Regions from separate parts of the Ovis aries genome. Here region 1 is linked to region 2. A link is a contact called in public Hi-C data. All regions are on one chromosome and are shown on one strand. The core of a region is the stretch at or near the end of the contact, and the rest is flanking DNA. Distances in the headings are between cores, read along the strand shown. Region 1 holds the start of NHS (NHS actin remodeling regulator). Region 2 has its middle 63 kb from the start of NHS.

Evidence for each region. A called contact is a pair of places that touch in the nucleus more often than the background predicts.
Region 1: a contact with region 2 is called in a Hi-C map of skin fibroblasts, with 1.9 times the contacts expected there. The contact joins the promoter of NHS here to the enhancer-like site in region 2. A contact is called at or near these places in 4 of 16 Hi-C or Micro-C datasets (hypothalamus, liver, skin fibroblasts and 1 more).

The regions. Positions count from the first base shown.
Region 1 is chrX:15,620,418-15,625,441 of ARS-UI_Ramb_v3.0, reverse strand. NHS (NHS actin remodeling regulator) reads right to left here and starts at 1,825. Exons shown (of 9, transcript XM_042242434.2): 1 at 695-1,825. The coding sequence starts at 1,244.
Region 2 is chrX:15,557,865-15,562,385 of ARS-UI_Ramb_v3.0, reverse strand. It overlaps the pseudogene LOC101102624. Among named protein-coding and RNA genes, the nearest start is that of NHS, 63 kb to the left of the region's middle. Within about 2 kb of position 1,440, at least 1 of the 54 cell types and tissues checked has an H3K27ac peak or open chromatin away from gene starts, as enhancers often do.

The DNA.
Region 1 (5,024 bases), core at 576-3,075, 63 kb before region 2:
AAGCCTGTTGTGGTCAGGCCAGGAGAGATGCCCAAAGGTCTCCCCGACCTCCCCAGGGTCCGGGACACTTCTCCCTCCACGCCCCTCCCAGGCCACAAGGCTGGAGCAGAGTGCTTCGGAGTTCACTCTGGGAGGCGTGCGGCGCCGCGCTATGGCACACACCAGCACAGGGCACAAGTCCGGAGCTCAGTGCAGCCCCTGAGGTCACAAGAGGGCCCAAACTGCCACGGCGTAGCAGAAGCCCTAAAAAGGCCAGTTCTCGAGCCCCCCCGCCCCAAGCACGCACTTGGATGGGGGTGGGAAGACTACACAAGGGCTCAGGACAGGCTACTGGAAACCACAGAAGTAGCACCAACCCTCTGCCTCCTGGGGAGGGACGGAGAAATCGAGCCCCAGAAGTCAATGACAGACCCCTCTGCCTCCTCTGTCCCCATAAATGCTCCCTCTCAGTCCACCGCTGCCTTTGAGGTCAGAGAACGCCCCCTTTAACTTTCTCCCCTGGCGTCTGCATCCCTCACCCGAACTCCGGGAGGACTGGGGTGAGTCCCAGGGGAGGGGAGGGATGAGGAAGCAAGAGTAAGGTGTAAACTGCAGCAGGCGCGGCGCCACGGGGCTGAGATTGCGGCGACCGCGGAGGGCGCGAGGGTGCGGCGCCAGAGCGAGCGCTAGGCGGGCGGACCGCGCGGGTACTCACGCACTGCCTCCTGCTTGGGGTCCAGCGTGCCGAGCACGCGCTGCACGCCGCCGAGCTTGCCCTGCAGCGCCCAGACGCGACGGTGGGTGAGCTGGATGTCGCTCTCGAGCTCCTGGAAGAGACTGCACGCGTGCCGGGCCACGTCCGAGAGCTGCCGGAGGACGCGGGCCAGCGCCGCGTTGCTGACCGCGCACAGGTCCAGCATGAGCAACACCGCGGTGGCTGCCGCTGAGGACGCCTCGCCAGCCACGGACGCCGCCTCTAGGACCCCTGCCACGCTCTCCTCACCCGCCGCGGGCGCCTCTCCGTGCGGTGGCGGCGCCTGGTCGGTTGGCGCGGGCAGCGGCGGCCCGGGAGGCGCGGGGGGTGCGCGGGGAGGATCCTCTGGCCCCGGCGCCACGGCCTCGTCCCGTCGGCCGGGCAGCTGCAGGGGCGGCGGCGGCGGCGGCGGTTCTGCGCTGCCTCCGATCGAGTCCTCTGCCGGGTCAGGCGCCGGGCGTCGCTGCCGGCACAGCCACTGCGGCTCCACGATCCGCTTGGCGAAAGGCATCCCGCGCAGCCGGGCCGCGACTTTCTGGTCTCCTCAAAGCGCCCCTGGCGAGTGGGGAAGCGGACGCGCCCACCTGGGTGGAGAGGCGGCTGGAGTCCGGCGAAGGTGCGTTCGGGCAGTCCAGATACGCAGGGGGCTCCTCGCTCACCTGGCTTCCTCCTCTTCCCCGCCCTCCCGCTAGCAAATCAGTCCAGCCGGCCCGTGCACCGTTCCCTGAGTAGGATGACAAGCACGGGGCGCAGAAATCCCGGGGCGCGCCTAGGCTCTCCTCACTTGCTTCCAACCCGGGTCGGCTGGCTCAGCTCCATCATTCCTGCGCTCGCCGCCGCCGCCGCCGCCGCCCCGGCCGCTACCGCCGCCACCGCCTATATAAATGGGCGTGTGTGTATGTGTGTGTGTGTGTGTGTGTGTGTGTGTATGCGCGCGCGAGCACGCGCACGCGCGTGTGTCTGGGTGGGTGGGTGGGTGTGAGTGTGTGCGCGCGCCTCAATTTGAAAGTACCCCGGCACAGGCCTCTCCCCGCGCGCCCGTCGGCCGCCCCGGGGAGCAATTGCGCCCGGGATCTCTCGCCCTCTCTGGGCGGGGAGGTGGTTTCGGAAAGGCGCTTTGAAAACCCGGAGAGAGGAATCTGCCTCCAGCCCAGGCGCAGGAGGCGGCGCGGGGGCGGCGGGGCGGACGCAGGGCAGGGGAGGGGAGCGGGGAGAGGCCGGGGCGAGGGGGCGCAGCGCCCTGTGCGGCCGCTGGGAGTCACTGGTGGCCTCACCTCTCCAGACTTGTTCTGATGCAAAGATACTTCCTCGCTTAGGTGGGGTTAGGATTGAGACTGTCAGCGTGGTGGGGGCGGGGAGTCCTCAAGTTGGGGTTGGGGGTGTAAGCGCAGAAGAAGAAGGGTGGGGTATTGGGGACGCAGCAGCTTTGACGTGTTGGAGCAAGTTGCTTCGCCAAATTCCAGCTCTGAGCACGTCCTTTGCGTTCCTAGCAGGGAAAACTGGGCTGCCCCTCAGAGTGCATCCTGGTGTGGCCAGACTGGCAAAGGTGCTGGCTTATACCCCTTCCTGGGTATTCGTCTGCTGCTGGGCTGGACCAGGACTCTATAGAACATCATGAATGAGACCCAAACAACCCATGAGCAAAACCCCAGAAAACTGCTTGTGGAACTCATTGACACATCAGGTGGGATAAACCAGATTACCTCCCTGTCACCCTACTCTGTTGATCACACACAGGGATGTTAAAGCTCTCCATCACAGAGCTGATGATTCATAGAAGAAAATAAAGTTTCCCCCTCTGGTTAACTGAAAGGTGTAATTTCTAAAAAGGCATGTACAGTATTGCACCAGTCTAAGGCTGGATGCTGTCAGCCTGAAAGCTAAAAAGGAGTTTGAGAAATGTTAATAAAATGCATGCCTTCATCTCTCCAAAAAATACTGTAAAAATATTTTTTTTTTATTTTAAAGCCACAAGCCAGATCTTGGGAATGCAGACTTCATTTCATGTGTCTAAAGAGAACATGGAAAAAATATGTTTTATGGCAACAATAAAGCCCTCCAGACCTGTGGTGCGGTCTCGTCTCCACTCTCCCTGCCTTTAGCAGCAGCCTGCATAAGGCCCCACACTGGGCACTCTGGATGGGCTCACACTTCAATTAAAAGGCTTCAACAGACATCCCTCTCCTACCTCAAAAAATAACATTTTTGTCGAGAGAGTGTCCTTGTTCATAAAAGATCCAGGCTGAGGATGTGGGGGTAAAAGAACATGATGTCTTCAAGGTACACATGGAAGTGGTTCAGTAGCAACAAGAAGAATGATGGTGATAATGTATATGAACAAAGAAGGAAAAAAAGAAAACAGGACAATATGTGCAAAATAGTGAGTCTAGATAAACGGCATATTGGGATTCATGGTACATTTCCTGAAACTTTGAGTTTGTTTCCAAATAAAAAGTGAAAAAAGAATATTCTGGAAAAGCATCTTTTGGGAGTTTGTGTGTGTGTGTGTGTATGTGTGTGTGTGTGTGTGTGTTTTATCTCACAAATCTAAACAGCTTAGAGCTGGCTGTTTTCAAATTCAGCTTGACTTTTTAAATATGTTCACAATTCTGAACATGAGTTCTTCTAGGTAGCCAAGCCACCCGCTCCTCCCTAAACACTGAGGCAGAAAGAATAATGAGGGTATGTAAAAGCATCCAGTTAGGGGGCCTTGCAATGGGCCTGCCCCACATCTCACCGCCCCTCCCCTGGCACTGCCCTAGTCCTAGCCTTCAGGGGCCTGTGCTGCGAGGCCAGCATGACATGACCAGGGTGATGAGCAGGGTGGGGTCTCATTCCTAAGGGGAGCTTTGGATTATCGGGGAATTCCTTCCTTGGCCCTGACCACCAAACAGAGGGGATTGAAGGGGAGGACAGAAAAGTCCCATGGGGAGGGGAAGCTGTCCTCCAGGCCCAGGAGGGGTAGAATTCCAGGAAGTAATTAAGTTCTAGAGCAGGCTAGCTACCTTGTGTCTGCCCCAAAGTGGTCAGCAGAGAGTCAGGACTTCAAAACAATTCAAAGTACAGCTCGGCTGTGTGAAAAGGGAAACTTTTTGTCATCTCCTAGACTCCTGCTCATGTGCTAAATAAAGCCATGTGGACAAAATAAAAAGCTTTGCTTGTGGCTATTGATCTCCTTCATTCTCAGTGCCCCCCCCAAAAAAAAACCTCCTCTGGTAGCCTTCAGGGACCTCTCAAGGTCACTTCAGCATTTTCTTCTTGATAAGTCTGAAGGATAGCTTTCCTTTCAACGTCACCAAAAATAAAACTAATACAAATTAAAATATGCATTCATACCGGTGGGCTGATGTCTTTCTCAGTCCACTGGAAGGTGTGAATAAAGGCACTTTTAGAGAAGTGATTGTTAGGCTTCCCAGACACTGTCTAAATAAAAACTGTGTGCTAGCTTTGCAAGGGCAGCTTCAGACCACCTCGGGCCTCACTGTATCCCTCTCACTTCAAGCTTCACCCCCGCCCCCGTCCCACCCCTCAACCACGGTTTTAGTTTGGTTCCTACTTCACAGAACGGAAACACTGAAATCATGTCATCATGAGGGGGTGCATGAATATTCTTTGTGCCAATGAATTTTCCATACACCGAGGAGCTGACGCTCTTATTCAAATCTCAGATTGCCCCATTTGACTCCAAGTTTTCCCACAAAAATCTCTGATGAAAACAAGATTGACATCTGAAGCCAGACTATTAAATCTACTTATGTGTGTGTTCATCTCTCTGAATCACGATTCCCTCCCCCCATGCCCATGTACACATATTTAGCACCAAGAGCTTGCAGCCAAAAGGGAAAGAAAGGAGGCATTTAAAAATGACCCCACTGCTGAAGTCCCAGCAGTCATTCATGCAGCTCAAAGGCCAGAACAATCCGCACATAAACTTAAATGTTCGGTCAGTATAAACCTTATGCCATTATAAAATGAACGAAGCATACTGTGTCAGCACACCCCCCAGTTACACTCGTGCCTGCGGCATTCCAGGGGGGCGCCGGCTTTGCTGAAGGAAAAGACTGGCATGGAGGGGCCACCCAGCCCCTTGGCCTCTAGCCTGGCTAGCTTCGCACTCCACAGAGCCGTCAGCAAGTGGCCCCTGGAACCTCACAAGCAACCAAGCAGAAATTCCCAAAAAATTCTTCACCGAAAACGTCTGTTCTGTTTCAAACACCCCAGCATAGATGCTGCACTGCCATTATTTATAGTTGAAAAATATTTCTTTTGTCCAAGAAATTCCAGGAGACAC
Region 2 (4,521 bases), core at 191-2,690:
GATAGAAACCTGCTTCTGCTATTAAGGGACTATGTAAGATGGAGAAAATCACATCACCTTTCTGGGCTCCAGTTTCCTTTCATGAGGATGTAAGTGGATCGCAGATGGCAAAAACAGCACACGTGATACCAACAGCTCTGTCCAGGCCAGCGAGATGCATCAATCATCAGTCAGCACGATCTTCCCTGCAACATCTAGACGTGTTCTCTGAGTCCCTCGCAACACAGCCCTTCCAGTGACCACTACCAAATTAACAGAATTGACTCTCAAAATGAAACCTATCCACTTTTCTGAACTAGACTACTGGTTCCCAGAGTTTGGGCTGCAGACTCCTGGGAGTCCGTGAGGTTACTGAAAAACGTCTGATGTTAAGTCGTACTCTCACCAAACTTTGTCTCTAGAATCAGTGAAGTGCTATTTTATCATTGTCTTCATTCCCAAAAGAGAACAGGAACATCTAGCCAAGGGCATTTCAAACTCCTCTTCTGTTCTGGAACTTTCTATTCTGAGGCTGAATTTCTCTCTCTCCCCTACCCAGTTCCCTCAGACTTCATTCTTCAAACACTAACATGGTTTCTATTGGTCAGGAAGGAATATCCCAACCTTGGTTGACAGGGGAAAGAACCAGACAGCAGACAACAGCAGGTGAATGACAACAATCATCACTGCTTTGTCCTTGAGATGAGCCATGATCAACTTGAGGGTCATCTGCCCAAACTGCCTCTCATATTTCAAGTCATCTGGCCAGGGTCTTTCTTTCCATATCATCTCTTAGACTTTCCTAAAGGTTTAATAGCATCCCAGATGCAAGCTTAGTTTCTCCTTCAACATTTGGGATGGAAAGCTAAGACCCAAGGCAGTACGGAGAATAGGCTTGGGCACCACCACTAACTAGGTGAATGATCTTCAATAGCTTTTTTCGTCTCTTTGAGCCTCAGTCCTCTCATCTATAAAGTGGGAGAGTTGTGGTGATAAGACAATGCATGTGAATTGCCTAGTACAGTACAGAGTCTGCCCCCTAGTAGGTATTCAACAAATGATATTCATAATGATGATAGATGTTTCCTGGACACTTCCTATGATGTCAGGTATTCTGTTAAGCATGTTAACAAACAACCTGTTTAACCAAATGTATTTCCTTTTGGTGACAGGTCACAAAACTAGCAAAGCTTCTGTATCTCAACTTTTGGATTCCAGGTATTGGCTAATATAACATGACAGAAACTATACTGTGTGAGTTCTGAGCCTGGGACCTGAGAGATGGTGCAGCCTTCTGCTGCTGCTCTTGGGACTCAGCCCAGCTGCTGTGTAAACAGACCTGGCTTGGTCTACTGGAGAGTGAGGGACAAATGAAGCAAAGCCATGCTTTCCCAGCTAGAGTCATCCTAGCCCAACTAGCCCCGAGCCAACACAGCTGCTGACCTCATGCATATGAGTCAGCTGAGCAGGCAAGCCTGACTGAAATCAGCAGACCTGCCTAGCGGATCCCAGGACACATTGCTGCCCCACAGAATTATGAACTAAATAAAGGATGGTGGTTTTCAACCACTATGCTTTTGTGATGACTTGTAATACAAGCCATTTTCTTCTTGACTACACAATTAGACAACATTTCCCACGCTCCTTTGCTCCTAGATTGGTCATGTGACTAGTTCACCCCAATGAAATGTGAGAAGAAAGTGGCATGTGTCACTTTCATGCCAAAGCAGATTAGAAGCTGGTGTGCCTTCTTGCTTCTTCTTCCTTTGTCAACTGAATGGATGCACAGGCTCCAGCAAAGGGTATCAACACCTTAGGGGATGCGGAGCCACAATATGGAAAGAACCTGGGTTCCTGAATCACCACATGGAGGAGAGCCACCCACCATATGAAAATATCATATCCATCTGGACTTCACACAATCAATTAATAAACTTCAGTTGTGTAAAGCCACTGAAGTATGGGAAGGTGTCCGTTATGGTAGTTAGCATTATCTTAAATAGCACAGGGATTATATATTTAAATTATCCCCATTTGCCAATAGAGAAACTGAGTAAAGAGAAAGTAAGCTAGTACAAATCTGAATATGAAACTAGGCTGTCTGATTCACAGCAACTCCACATATTAGCTACCTGAGGTACTTGTCACAGTCAATCTTATTAAGAGCCCTTGAGGCCCTCATTAATGAGTTCCTGTGTAGAGACGCAATACTACTAGACTTTACCGTTTCTTGCTCTTCCCTCATTCCCAAAACTTCATAGACTTTGAGGTCTGCGTGAAGGGAGAAATTCATACTGATGTCCCTGTCTCTTCAGATGCTAGCTGCCCCATCTGTCATAGTTAGAGAGAATGGCCTAATAACTCTGCAGCTACAGAACCTCTCACTTATGAGGGAGCTGGCTGCAAGCGCAGCTTTCTTCAGAGCTCCGCCTCTGCCACAAGGGGCGCATTCCTGTGCATTTCAGCACTCTCCCTGCTTCCAATGCCTCTCCTTTCACTTACACCACAACCTCTCTCCACATTTCAAGGATGAGGGCAGTGGAAGGGAGAATGAAACGTTCATTCCCTTTGGTTTCATTCAACAGTTGCTCCCTGAGCACCTACTATGTGCCATGTATTGTGCTGAGCCCTGGCAATGCAATGAAAATAAAACCCGGTAGAATCCCTCCCCTCCCCAAGCTTATAGCTAATGGGAAAAGGCAAAACAGTACATGGGCCGCTGATCAAGGTGTGAGTCTGCTTAGTTCTCTGTGAATATCCAGGACAGATGAATGATGGTGTATACAGTGATTCTTTTGCCAACATCTAGGGCAGCAATTCTTCATGTTAGCCTGAATGAGAATCATCCAGATAGGCTTTAGTTTAAAAAGCACACCATAGGGCCTGACCCTCAGAGATTTTGATCTGGAACATCAGGAGTATGGACTCAGGAAATCTGCACCCTTAACAAACTCACTGGGAGGTTCCAATTCACATTGTCCTTTGAGAAACTCTAGTCTGTAGCAGGGGTAGGGTTTTCTTAGAACATTGTAGATGTGGTCCTGGGACTCATGGGCAGATGTAGGCCAGGCCTTTGAAGCCAAAGGCTGGGGGCATCAAGTAGCACCGTAATGGTACCCATAGCTGCTAGCAAGTCAGCACCGTAGAAGACCCAGAAGAACAGAGAACAAAGATTGGTTAAACCCATCAAGTCCCCATGGAAAGATGGAGAGCAAGGGCACTGAGGTGATAAATAACACGCTGAATGTGAGTATGCAGAAGCCTTTCAGGGAAGCCGCTTGTGGGAATACATTAAAATAGTATAACAAACAATGGCACTTTCTGGGAAACTCAGATTTTTCTTACCTTAAATCAAATCTTCAGGGAAGAATTCATATGCCAAACAGCAGCACTGAACTGTTGCAAGAAGAGGCACCCACAGCTGGATCCTTAGCCAAGGCCCAGCTCTGGGAGCAGATCACCGCCCTTTAATAAGAGACTTGGTTCCTAATGATACAACAAGGACAAGTGGGTAGAAATCACAGGCAAGAAGTTTAGTACGCTGTGAACAAGAATTTTCAAATAATGTAACAATGGAACCGTTTGCCTTTTGAGGCAGCAAACTGTTTTTGAAGAATTCAAGTCAAGCCTAGATGCACTGCTCTAAATCTATCAAGTTCTCTTTGTATCTAGAAATACAAAAAAACAAACAAACAAGATTAAGTCACTGTCCCTTGTCTTAATGGAATCATAGTCTAGTGGCACAAAGAAAGTATGGCCCGTGACTATAATACGGTACAATGAGGCCATGACTCAACTGTCCCTGGAGACCGCAAGAGTGCAGGAGAAGAGGTTTGGACTCAGATAGAAAGGTTGGGGAAGGCTTCCTAAAGCCAGTGTCATGAGATGTGAATGCTAAGACACTCAGAGAAGGAGAAGGAATGGCATTCAGAGCTGGAAAGGCAGGCGCAGATTAGATCAGGAGGAATTCTTGGGCTAAGGAGAGAGGTTATCTTGATAATGGTGAGGAGCCACTGAAGGTTGACCCTAGGTGGCATCTGGAATGAAAGTCACCCAGTTGTGTCTAACTCTTTGCAGCCCCTTGGACTATGGAATTTCCCAGGCCAGAATACTGGAGTGGGTAGCCATTCCCTTTTCCAGGAGATCTTCCTCAGGGATCGAACCCAGGTCTCTCATGTTGCAGGAGGATTCTTTACCAGCTGAGCTGTTAGGGAAGCCCAAGTATACTGGAGTGGGTAGCCTATCACTTCTCCAGGGGATCCTTGCAACCCAGGAATCAAACCAGGGTCTCCTGCACTGAAGGCAGATTCTTTACCAGCTGAGCTACCAGGGTGACTTCTGGACCCATTTTCAATTTAAAAAAAATTTCTTCAAGTCTAGAAAACTATTTGCTTCTTTTCAATTACTTTGTAGATTGGTAATATGTATGTAAAATCAATGCAATTTTAGTCACAATTCAGCATTTCTAGAATCCTGTGATGTGAATGAGGTGGTATTATAAATCAGGAGAGATTCTTAATAAATAATATTGGCCCTTTTTAC